Regions from separate parts of the Gossypium hirsutum genome. Here region 2 is linked to region 1. Evidence: chromatin contacts called from public Hi-C data. All regions are on one chromosome and are shown on one strand. The core of a region is the stretch at or near the end of the contact, and the rest is flanking DNA. Distances in the headings are between cores, read along the strand shown.

Region 1 (6,708 bases), core at 2,778-5,277:
TACCACTCCAGCACCTGTTTGTTTTTCACCATTTCTCATGTTTAAGAACAATTATTTTTATAGGAAATGGAGGCCTACATTCGTGGTCTTATTCCTAACCTGGCACAACTACGGGATATGCCTGCAGCCTTTGTTCAAATGTACTGTCGCATAGCTGCACATAAATTCTCTTTCTTTTGTGATCCTCATAGACGAGGTCTGCGTAACCAAAATACCTTTACCAACATCTAGTTGATATCTTATCAGTAACTAGTTTTAGTGCTTCCATCATGATGTGTTCAAATAGTTAACATTTCATATTTTTTCACAGGAAAGGCCTGCATAAAAAAGGTGCTGCTTAGTAACTGTCTCCAGGAATTAATGGAACTACATCAGGTACATTATTGATGATTATATCTCATAGATACACAATTCTCTTATGCCTAGTTTTGATAACTATTTAAGTTATTTTCTCGTTCCTTCATTAAACTTTTGTGCAGGAAAGTGAGGAAGAAGTCACTGACACTGAGCAAGCTGAAAATTGGTTTTCCTTGACTTCTGCACAACGTATATGTGGTGTGTACTTTGGCATATTCAATTTCTTTAGAGACAAAGAGTTTTTTGTCGTTTTTGTTTTCCTCTCCTTTGAACCTGATTGTCTAGTGGATCTTAATCTTACTCTTACCATTCTGAGGTCTGAAAACTGCTTATGTAAATAATTACGTGAGAAATATGATGCAATGATGTACTAACTGCATACCTATTCTTCTCCTAGATATGTTTCTTGCCCTCGATAAAGATATGAATGGAACACTGAGCAAGCAGGAGCTTAAAGAATATGCGGATGGAACTCTAACTGAAATTTTCATCGAAAGAGGTAGAATATAACACTATTGTTTCCTTTTTACTGTGATTTTGCGTTTGATTTGTAAGCATGGTTGTTACTTCCAACGTCTTTCAAAACAAAATTAGAGGTGGACTTGGACTGTTAGTAAACCAATCATATATCATCCTCTTCTATTACGAAGTTGTATTCTTTCTACTATTTTTTATTCCAATTTGAGTTCTCATTTTTTCGATTTCTTATGCTTTCAATAGTATTTGATGAGCATGTCCGACGTTGCAAAATTGGTGCTGGAAGTAATCGAGAGATGGACTTCGACAGTTTTCTTGACTTTGTTCTGGCCCTTGAGAATAAAGATACTCCAGAAGGGTTAACATATTTGTTCCGTTGTCTTGATCTTAATGGTAGGGGATTCCTCACAACAGCAGATATTCATTCTCTTTTCAGGTAATGGCCTCTTCATATATTCATAATTGAAGTTTTATTTTGACTATCATGGTTCTGACCTATATTATGTGATTTGAGCAATCGAGCATATCTCGAAAAAAATGGAAGCGAAGAAGGGGAGCATTACAGAGATGAGATGTTGCCTGATACAACCTTCCTACATAAAATTCTGTATTTTCCTGCTTGTAGCACTTGAGCTAGTTTCTACAAGCCTCATATCTACAGAGACATGAATGATGAAAACACTTGTTGATTTACATTTACCACCATTATAATAATGTCATCAACTGAAAGAACTCATTGGATCCTTGAAACAGAGATGTACACCAGAAATGGATTGAAGGGGGCAACTACGAATTGTGTATCGAAGATGTTCGGGATGAAATATGGGATATGGTAAAGCCAGCCGATCCATTGAGGATTACGTTGGCTGACCTCCTAGCTTGTAAGCAGGGTGGGACTGTGGCCAGCATGCTCATAGATGTGCGCGGATTTTGGGCACATGATAACAGAGAGAACCTTCTTCAAGAAGAAGAGGAGCCAGAGGAAGAATCATGATTGCATATTTGATCAAACTGCTGCTTCTTTTATCCAAGGTACTTGTTCTTCTTGCAAGATGTATTATTTTGTTGCAAAGCTTGTAAGATTTATGCTCTGGAAAGTTGTCACAAACTCTGTAACTCCTCTTCAAATTTCAATCTATTGCATTAAATACATATTTTCCGATAAATTGTATAAATTACTTTGATCATTGCACAAATCATGCCCAAGGGAACGTCAAATGATATAAAATCAAAATATGATCCAAGCAAACATTTACAAGAATCTGTTGGTCGGCGCCCGGCTCTACTTATCTGACGGCTATTACAAGAATGTTGGTTGCCACCTGGCTGGCTTGCAACTCCAGCTGACGTGTTTAATCTGCTCCGCTCTACTTATTCGACGGCTACCAAAGCCCCTACTTGGATCTCTCAACTTTAAGCAATTTGATAGTACTGAGCACTTTTTTCTTTCATCAGTTAAATCCTAGCTTCAGAATTTGATTAAATCCTTCAATCTCTAAGCTGTGCCATTTTACCTGATGGCTTAACAACTGATAGTGCAGCCATCACCAGACTATCGAGGATAACAAGCTCTGAAGGAACTGATCTCTAACGCCACAGATATAGTGGGTAGACAGTTAAAATAATATGCAACTCGGCTAAGCGCCGCTACTCCATCTATCTATACTCAACTACTGCATCATAAGTTTCCATGGTAAGTGGACTCTCCACAAAGCATCTGGTGTACATTTCTAAAAGTTTAATAATAACAGAAAAGGAAATCTTCAAGCAAACCAAAAAAGAAAAGGTGTATAACTCACCTGAGTTCATGCCAAAACATGTTGGTTTGGTCGTGTAAAAAAGGTTCCAAAGAAGCAAGAAAGTTGTCATTGACAAAACTGAGCTGTGTCGAAGAGGCGGAAGAGTCATCATGCTTTCCTTCATGTCTAGAGAAGAGAAGCGAGGACACAACATGAAGAATGATTGATGGATCTGGATCTCCAAGGATAGCCTCAAGCTCCCTTTGAATCCATGGTTCTATTCTTTGCAGTAGTTTCTCTTTCTCAAAATCATTCCTAATCCTAGGAACATTCTGAAAGCAAAGAGAGAAAGCATCAAAATGATGCAAAATAACCCTTCCTTGCTAATCAAATCCACTGATTTATGTCATCCATATTCGTCACATTTCAAATATATGGAAAAAAAAAATGCAAACCTTCAAAGAACTAAACCAGGTAAACCTACCTGCTGAAAACCATTACCATGATATATAGGCACAGCTTGCAGCCGTCGGTTATACACACTGCAAGAGAAACCCTATCAGCCAAAATCTTAGAATTAAGCAAATATAACTAAATTGGGTCTTCATAAGGTACCTGGCACGCCATTGAAGCTTCCTTTCGGCGATAACAAGAGGCGACACAGTCCCAGGTCGCCCAAAAGATCGCCGCCAAGGCAACGGTCTCGTTCTCCGGTTAACATCGTTTATTTCTCTTCTGGTCCTTTCGATGATCCTAACCAAATAATTAAAAAGAAAAAAAAAAGGAATAACCTAAACAATCAATTCTTTTATTCGACTTACAGTTAAAGACTCAGATAATCGTTAATCAAAAAAGAAAATTCACCGTCGACGATCAGATACGGTGAACCGAGGTCGTGGAATAGCCGATTTGCAGTCAGAGATAGCAGGTAACTGCTGTTTGAGGTATCTTAGAGAGGAGAGATCGATTTTGTAGAACCAAGAATCGAAGGTGGAATTGCAGAGAGGGCAATTCCTCTTCAAATCGCTCCACTTGCGGATGCAGTCCAAGCAGTAAGCGTGGAAACAAACGGTGAGAACTGCCGCTCCAGGAATGTCGATGGTTCTCAAGCATATGGGACATGTTTCGTCGACGATGGCCGGACAAATTACTCTTCGTATGAATCTCTGGATGTCCGATTTCCCCAATGGTTTCGGTGAAGACGAGGGTGAATCCATTTGAGGAAAGAGAAGAGAAAAGAAGTTGGTCTTTAGATCACGAATTTTTATGTTGTCGCTGAAAGGCGGTGTTGCCGTCGTGAGTCGATAATAGATATCAAACGAAACTCCAAAAAATATATAGGGATAATACAATATTGTCACCTCACATTAGCTTTAGAATTCAATTTGGTGCCTATATCATCTTTTAGGCTTAAATCATAATATGATTCTTTACTCTCTTTTTTTTCTCACTAAACTTTGTTTTATCATAAGTGGTACCTAAATTATAGTTCGTTATCCGAAATAATACTTAAACTATACATTTTTCTTAAGTTGGTACATAAACATTTTTATGATCACAAGTGCTACTTAAACTATACTTCCTTACCCAACATGATGCCTAAATTATACTTCATTACCCAAATTACTCAATTGTTAAACAAAAATATTTTAACCAATCATTTTGTGACACGTGATACTTTATATTAAAATAAAATTCAAAGAATATAATTAAATTAAATTATAAAAATATTAAATTGAATTAAATTAAAAAATTTCAATTCCTTGTAATCTCTCCCTAAAATTCTTTTTTTCCCTTTTAATTTTTTTCTACCCAGTTTCTGCCCAATATTAGGTTTTCACTCTTTATCTGAATTTTTTTCATTATAGAGATTCATATAGCATTAACTATTTTATACAAAATATATAGAAAAAAACAAAAAAAATTATTTTTAAGAAAAATAATAGACAAGTTTTGATTGAGGTTTAAAAATGGAGAAGAAACTCACTGAAATCTGGGTTTTGTCATCAACTACGTTTCAATGAGTTTTGCGATGAGTTCTTGATTTTTTTTCAAAATCAGATTTCTTCAGTGAAGAACAAAAGAGATAAATATGTTTACAAATTTTGGAAATAATAATTAACTTTTTTGGGAACTTTGTAGTACCATGTGTCACAAAATAATTGGCTAAGAGGGTTTTTTTAACTACTGAAATAATTTGGATAATTGAGTATAATTTAAGTACTACTTTGGGTATTGGAGTATACTTTATGTATCACTTGTAACCAAAAAAAAATGTTTAGCTAAACCTAGGAAAAAGATTTATAGTTTAGGTACCATTTTGTGGTATAATTTAGGTATCACTTGTCCAAAAAAAAAGTTGAAATACCAACTTGAAAAAAAGATATAGTTTAGGTACCATTTTGTGGTATAGTTTAGGTATCAGTCGACCAAAAAAAAAAGTTTAAATAGAAACTTGAAAAAAAAAATAGTTTAAGTACCATTTTATGATTTAAACCTATTTTTTATTATCATATATATACATTTTGGATTCAAATAGCCCAAAATGTTTACTGATTAAATTTTAAAATATATATCATTTTAGGTCAATCTCAAATAAACACTTGTTATCTAATGTGTTATTCTAGATATTTAAGGTAATTTGCTCAAGTCATATTTTAAATAATTATAATATAATCATTAAGATTATTTATTACGTTATGATCACTCAACTGTTAAATCTCGTTAAAAAGTGTAACAAGAAGTTAATGTGGCACATTAATGCAATCTATTCATACAAATTCTTTTGTCAAATTATACAACTAAAACAAATTTCATTCTTTTTCTTTTATTCTCTTTTTATTTGTTTATTTTCAATATCTTCTTCTCCCTTTCTTTTTATCTCTTCTCCCTTCATCAGGAAACCTTTAACAAAATTCCAATGTTAAAATTTTATTAAGATAGCCCAAAAGAATCCTATTTTAATGAAGCAAGATACAAAAGAATCCTATTTTAATGAAGCAAGATACAAGTTCTCTTCTTCCTATGCTATAATGAAATCTAACAGATTAAGTTTTTGATGTTGCATGATGAAATTCCATTGCTCTGAACTAAAATTATTGCCTTTGGATTGAACCCAATCTGTTACATAAAAGTTCATATCACTATTGATATTAGTCACTCATATTACTTCATCTTTCTCTCTATTTTCATTGATGAGCTTCTTGTTTTGTGAAGTTTATATTTTTAATTTCTCATTATCATATAAAGCTTCTCTTGATTACCTTTAAGCATAATTTGTTTGGGGATAAATATATAAATCATTTTTTATATATGGATATGAGCTACTCATCAGCAAAATATATTTAGTTATGAGTTACTAACAATTTAGAATAAAAACTATTTGATATATAGAGCAATATTCTTACACTACTGGGATATTTGGACTGGTTTTATAATGCAATCAAGGATAAGATGTAACTCATTCTTAGCATATAGATATGAACTACTAACACCAGTTAATAATCATAACATAACTCACCAAAGAGTCGCAATAGTAACTATATTCAGCGCAAATGGAATATAGAAACAACTACTTCGATGCACTGTTAGAATTAAAGGACCCGAATCCTTATTTAAATAAAATACAATGGTAAAATAAAATAAAAGTAAACTCCATATAGAACTACACTTCTTTTATTTTATTTTAGAATAAGGTTTTTTAAACCTTATTTAAACTCCATCTATTTTATATTGATTAGAATAAAGTGTTACAGTCTTACTAAAATATGGCTTTACAAGCCTATAAATAGACATAGTCTATTCCTCTTGTATTTATTCAAATTCGACATAGTAAATTTTCTTCTACTCTGCCCGTGGTTTTTTCCCGAAAGGGTTTCCACGTAAAATTTTGTGTGTTCTTTATTTTATTTTATTTTATTTTCACAAATTGGTATCAGAGCTTCTGGGTAGTTCATCTCGATCACAATAATAGCGTCTTTGAAGTATGAAATTTCGCTGTTAGATTGCAACACTAGATTTACGTTGTGGCTGATTAAGATGCAAGCAGTTTTTGCACAGATGGATCTGGAGGATGCCCTGCTAGGGATAGATAAGATTCCTTCGACATTAACAGATGAAGAGAAGAAGCGTAAGG
Region 2 (6,708 bases), core at 2,685-5,184, 610 kb before region 1:
TGGGTGGCGGCAGAATATGTTACATAAACTCGAACTATCGCATCACTCGGTTAGGTTTGTGCCTCTCAACCGTTGCAAAAAAAATCAATGGCACTTGGACGAGCTAGATGTTGTGGTTGCCCAAAAATTCAACCGGGACGCATTCTTGAATCTTCAGATCTACATATGGCATCCATTCAAACTGCAGTACGGATTTATAAATTTTAGCATGTGCCTAATGTTAAATTTCAAATGCTAGAATAAAAAACTGATAACTTTGAAATTCATAAACTAACGTCATCTTTGGTTTATTTATTAAAGCTAGGCGGATATCCTCAAGCTCGGTCGGTATACCGCTGTGTCTCGCAGGGTTGTACCACCTATTCAAATAATATGTTAAAAGTTAAATTACAACAATGAAAAATAAAAATAGTAATGATATTATCAAATGAATTTTCCTATATGACGAGTGGGAATTGGTAAAGGAGTTCCATTCGGGGGCGTAAAAATGATAGTTGATACCATGCCCACGATTGAAGAAGGAGCATGCAACCACTGATTTTAGCTTTATCTGGTATCGTCGCTCAACACATTTCTCGGTACAATGTTGCCAGTATTGCTGATCCCCAACTAAATCATCCCGATTCTTTCAAGTCAGCTCCTAGTAGTAGCCATCTTAAATGTACCAGATTGCAAGATTTATCTAGCATTTGCAAACCCCCGATCAACTTCAAGATAAATGCGCGGCAAATTGTTCCTTTTCAACATCACTTGCAAAAACATCGATAGTTTGGAAGTTGTCCTCTAACTATCTCATCTTGATCCAACTACCCTTAAATTTGTTTGACACCTTTCCTAGTAGTTGCTCGCATGTTGCACTCCAATCAGCACTAATAACTGGCCCGGTAGCGATATCCCCATCGACCGGTAGACCGAGTTGTAAACTAACGTCCTCGAGTGTAATTGTACATTCGCCGCAAGAAAAATGGAATGTGTGTGTCTCCGGTCTTCATCTTTCAACCAAAGCACTGATAAGTGGGGGATCTAATTTAGTCCCCTCGAACATGTGAGCCACGTATAAAAATCCTACATCTTGTAAGTGTCCATGAATGACATCCAGTGCACCTTCGCTTAAATTGTTTATGTATGTCTCCAAAATTCGATATTTGGGCTGAGTATATAAACATAAAAAATTAATAACCTAAACAACATAATAATTAAATATTTAATAATTTAATAATTTAATAAATTTTCTTACCATTTGTAATTGAAAATCGGAGATATGCTTGTCATCTAAACGAATAAGTTGATTTGCCATTTAGAAATTACAACGAATAAAATAAAATCGAAGAGAATAAAATTCAAAAAAAGAATTAAAAAAATAATTGAGGATTGAAAATTGGAAATTGAGGATTGAAGATTGGAAGTTGAGAATTTAGGAAGGAAAAATGAGTATTAAGTATTTGGTTGAAAGAATGAAGTTTGGAAGGGTTTATATAGTAAATTTTATGGTTGTTGGAGCCCTTATAGTTGTTGGAAAAGTTACTATTGTAATAGTTATCGTTGAAAGGAAAACGTGTCCTACAGGATTTATTTTTACTGACGTGTCTTGTAGAATATGTTTTTATTCTCCCTCCTAAAAACATGTCTTGCAAGACATATTTTTCTTCCTCTCTTCGAAAATAGCATAAGACGATAAATATATTTGAATTCAACCTACTCAACATATTTAATTAAATTAACCCCAAAACCTTTCTTACTCAATTTTAGCATCTCAATCAGATTCCCATTTAAGTTTTATATTTTTATAAATTCATTAAAATTTTCTTTTTCAAATTTAAGCTGTGGGAAAAAAAAATTAACCTCGCCGACATTTAATTGATAAGAAACGGTTAGCGAGCAACCGTACCAAATGTTGTAAAGTGTCTACATGTGGCTAAAACTTGTCCAAGTCAAACTATTCTTTTTACTTTTCACCTGCTACCGCTTCTTCCTGTCACTTTCTTCCCCCATTATTCTCTCTATTCCTCCGTCTCCATCCGGTCATTCTTTCCGGTACTTCCAAGTAATATGCATTGATTCACTATTAACTCATATTTAATACTTAATTAGAATGTTCTCGTATTGGTGTAAATTTTAATATATTACTAATTTACAAACTATAACTTTTAAAATACTTATAGAGTTAGTTGCATTAGCGTTTTCAAATTATAGTACAAATTTTAAATTCGTTCATAAATTTCAGAATATTTTAATTTACTTTTTAAAGTATTAATGTTTATATTTAATACATCTTTTCATTAATGATGATTTTGATATAGAATATATTTAAAACATATAGGTATAGATATAAATATGTGTGTTCTTATTGTGTAGATGATTTAAATTTGACACATTAAAAAAATAAGTTGTGTCATTATAATTTAAGAGGACTAGTTTCTTTTTTCTAAACCACATAAAATCTAAGTTGTCGATAGATAGTAAGTATACATATGTTTACAATTTGATTTATATATTTTAAGTATGCTTCATATTAGATATAAACTTAGTATTTTAGTGATCAAATTAATTGTTAGACTAATGGAATGACATGATTGATACGATAGTGATACTTTAAAGACTCAATAAATTTTTAGCCAATTTAGAATGTGAATCATAGGTTGATGATATATGATATAGTTAATTTATACTTATATACTTGTATTTTGTTTATTTTAGATCCCATTTAGGTATAGTTATGCTTAAAAATATAGTCATTCCAGTTTAAATATTAATAATTTAGCTCCTCTATTTTTTTAGTTTAACAATTGAATCCCATTCGATAACATCATCAAAGAATGTTTGTTAAATTAGATTGTATGGCATTAAAAAAAAACAATTGTTCATGTGGCCTATTTAAAGTCTCATGGAAATCATGTAAAAAAATATCAAACTTTCACTCTACTTATTTGAAACAAATTTGAACAACTTTTCATTTAGAACTGAAAAAATTACAAACTTAAATTTAATATTTTTTTGTTTATTTGACCTTCTAAGCATGTAATATTAGCTATGTGATTTTTTTTTATGTTAAGCTACTAGATAATTCAATTTAATGGTAGTCTTTTGATGGGTTTATCATTGAACTTTAATTATCAAATCGAAAGTGTAAAAGGACTAAGTTCTTAGAATTAAAAGTAGAGGAGTTAAATTTCAAATATATAAAGAGTATAGGGACTAAAAGCATAATTAGAGCTCTTATTTAATGTTGCTTGAATTCTTACCTACTTCTCATTCACTCATCATCTCCCGGTTCGGTTCTATTCGGACGATGACATGAAAGCGATCATTGCCGTCAATATTTGAGAAGAAAGAAATTTCAGCCGTTGGCTTGTGAGGTTACGTTATAGTTTAGTAGCAACAAATTTTTCAATTGAAATGACTTTCCCAGGCCGTTTTATTAGCTTCCGATTCTTAACAAGTTAGAAAATTAAGACCACGCGCCTGTATGGGCGATTGTCAACACTCAACACTGATTTTTTTCTCTCTCTTCTCTGTTTTTAGTTTTACAAATTACTTTAGCCACCAATATTTTGACTAAAAAAATCCTTTTGAAAAGGCTGAGTTTCCTTTCCTTCTACTTTTCTTTCCAGGATAAGAAATTACTAATTAGGTTCTGTTTGATTCAATATAAACTAATTTCTGGAGAAGACTTCCCAAATTTTCTGATTTTGATCAAGGAAAAATAGTTAAGTCACCAAAAAAAGTATTCTTGGACAATACTAAATATAAAAAATATTTAAATTTGGGATGAGTTGGAATCGGATATATTAATAATATTTAATTTTGGGTTCGAAGTAAATTTAAATATATAAATTTTAAAGTTAGGGTGAATTAAAGTCAAGACATGACGGTAAATTATCAAGTCGGGTTGGGCGGGCAAAAACCATGGGGACCACCCGGTTGCCAATTGCCATCACTACTTTTGCTCACAGGCGATCTCAACAACTTTGCTTCTTCTGAAGATCTGTTATATCTGTGTACAACTCCCTCATCGTTCTTTCATCGAACCGGATCTCTCACTGGCAGCCACTCTCATCTTCACTCTCTAAATCTCCTCCTTGATCCTTTATTGTTCAGGTAATTCTTTTCACTTCATTTAGAATTTGAGTTGAAATCATGGATTTTGATGTTTTGTGGATGATGGAACTGAACCCTACAGCTAGAATTTAGTTTGATTTTCTTCTCTTCTTTATCTGGATATTTACTTAGCTTCTTCTGCTTCATTTCCTTTACTACTTCTCTGCAAATTTTATGGTAATTGAGTTGGTTAGAAATTGCCCTAAAAAAATCATGCCTTCTAATTAAAGGTTGAAATGGGTTGATCACTACACTAACTTCACCTCTGGTTTAGACCTTTGGTAATATTGACTGTAACAACAGATGAACATACTTTGCTTCACTTCTACTAGTTTTCTGAGTTTTGTGTTGATTTCTTTGATTTTGTGTTAGTGAAATCATTCATCCAAAATTATTTGTAGATTTGTGAAGATAAATTAGAAAAAACTAAGTGTGTTGCTCACCAATTAAATCAACCCATCATTTTCTTATTCAGCATTATCAATGTGAACTTCACTTTTGTAATACTTTTTCTTCATATCTATAATGTAAAGGATTAAAGTATCAAGGATTGAATTCGAAACTTGAGAATCTTAGATCATTTTCAACTAATCATCTCAAAATTATGGACTTGAGTTTGATAGATTTTTTCATTATACACCAATGTGATTAGGTGCCTAGATTTTACCTTCTTTTCGAAATATATATATATATATATATATATAAAAGAGACATTACGAATTTTTGTTGTTTACAACAATGTTATTGTCTAACAAGTTTTCGACTCAAGCCATGAATCTATTATTAATTAAATTTATAGATTAAAATTATGGAAGAAAGTATTTAGAAATTATGTTTTTAATTAACAATTAAATTTGGTATTCTAGATTAATTATGAAAATAATTATTTTTTTAAGTTATGAAAATATTTATGTTGCATTTGTTTACTTAAAACAACTTATAGAAAATGAATTTAAAAAAAATTATCAAACAACGAAAAATATTTTACATAAAACTATTTAAATATCAAAAAAATACCATGTTTTTTTAGAAAATCAAACAAGTTTTTAGAAATCATTTTTCAAAAGCAATTTTCAATGAATCAAATAGCCTGAATTGATCAATTCTCTGGTTAAATATAAATATAAATTTTTATGTTAATTATAAAATAATTTAGTTAATAATTAATAAGTATATATATTTAATTTAATAATTTATATTTTAATATATAATTAAAATATTCGTTAAGAGTCAAACTAGCTCAACTAATAATATGCTTTCACATCAAGGGCCCACATGTTACAAGTCATTGAGTCAAGTAAGATTATGCGCAAACTCTTCCGTGTGTCATGAGTCCTCCTGTCGATACGAGGTGGTTATATTCTGTTGAACTTGTAAGGGCTTGCAACAAATTTTGAAGACAAAACTTTGAACATAGAACAATACTGACTTGTTGAAGTACCCCTCAACCTATGAACCTGTAAGTCTCTCAATAGAATTGAGGACAGGGGTGTTCATAGGTTGGGTTAAGTTTGAGTCGAGCCTAAGCATGATATTAACATACTTTATACTTGTCTAAGTCTAGCCTATTCTAAAATATGAGTTTAAAATTTTGTGCAATTCTACCCATATATGTAAATATCTAATCTAAACACATTTTAGGTCTACCCATATTATTTTAAAAATATATATATTAATTTTAAATTAATATCTAAATATTTTATTTTTTTATTTATAAAAAAGTTTTATTTAGTCATCTTAACATTTTTTAATGTTTACATTATACATATTATTTTTAAAATATTTATATTAATTTTAATTTAATATCTAACTATTTTTATATTTTTATTTATAAAAAAATTATATTTAGTCATCTTTAACATTTTTAATGTTTACATTATAGTAGTATATAATAAAATTATAAATTTAATTTTTAAGTGTTATAAATTACATAATATATAAAAGTAACATAATATAAAACATTACAAACTTAAAAAAAAAATGAAGTCAGGCCAAGCTTGAGCCTTAAATGTTCAAGCCTAAGCTCAGCTGATGTTTTAAATTGATCTAATTTTTTTCTTGAGCCTATTTTTTTTTTCTAATATTTTTATCTAAACACTCCCAAATTTTGCATGGGTAGCCTGGTCCATAAACAGATATAACTGAGGCAAGTCAATAATATTCGAATTTTATTAATTATAAATAAATATATATTTTCAAAACATTTTGCAACTAAAAAGATAAGAATATGTTTTTTTAAAAAATTCTGAAAAAATATTCATTTAAATAAGAGTGATCATTCAATTGAATCGAGTAAACAAAATTTGAGTTAATCGACTTTGGCAAGTTTTATTTTATCATTCTAATATAATTTATTTTTTTTAAATCAAATTGAATAAATTTGTTTGAATTAAATTTTAAAAAAAAGAGGTTAAAGTATGTAAAACCTTGTTTAACTAAATTCAAATTTAGAGCATATAAAATTTACACCATATATATTTGAAATTTTTTTTAGAAAAAAGAACATGAGGAAAACGAGATACTTTAGTATGAGAAAAATAATTTGATATTTTACTTGTTTAAGGTCTTGGATTTAACATTTTGAAGAAATTTTTATTTTTTAAAAAATTA

Evidence for each region. Hi-C and Micro-C count contacts between places; a contact is called where the count stands out from the background.
Region 2: a Hi-C map of leaf shows a contact between it and region 1, with 2.0 times the contacts expected there. The contact joins the enhancer-like site here to the promoter of LOC107920157 in region 1. A contact is called at or near these places in 3 of 34 Hi-C or Micro-C datasets (callus and leaf).

The regions. Positions count from the first base shown.
Region 1 is chrA10:94,282,725-94,289,432 of Gossypium_hirsutum_v2.1, reverse strand. LOC107920157 (E3 ubiquitin-protein ligase Topors) reads right to left here and starts at 4,027. Exons shown (of 5, transcript XM_016849697.2): 1 at 3,438-4,027; 2 at 3,189-3,326; 3 at 3,058-3,115; 4 at 2,634-2,905; 5 at 1,585-2,551. The coding sequence starts at 3,790. The coding sequence ends at 2,491. LOC107920155 (probable serine/threonine-protein phosphatase 2A regulatory subunit B'' subunit TON2) reads left to right here. Exons shown (of 12, transcript XM_016849696.2): 7 at 64-196; 8 at 311-375; 9 at 480-555; 10 at 755-856; 11 at 1,078-1,270; 12 at 1,588-1,984. The coding sequence ends at 1,828. LOC121208823 (small nucleolar RNA snoR104) reads left to right here and starts at 1,386; the gene lies at 1,386-1,503.
Region 2 is chrA10:94,891,862-94,898,569 of Gossypium_hirsutum_v2.1, reverse strand. It overlaps the pseudogene LOC107895532. Among protein-coding and RNA genes, the nearest start is that of LOC121209178, 43 kb to the left of the region's middle. Within about 2 kb of position 3,934, at least 8 of the 9 cell types and tissues checked have an H3K27ac peak or open chromatin away from gene starts, as enhancers often do. A contact at or near this core is called in leaf, where this site is marked.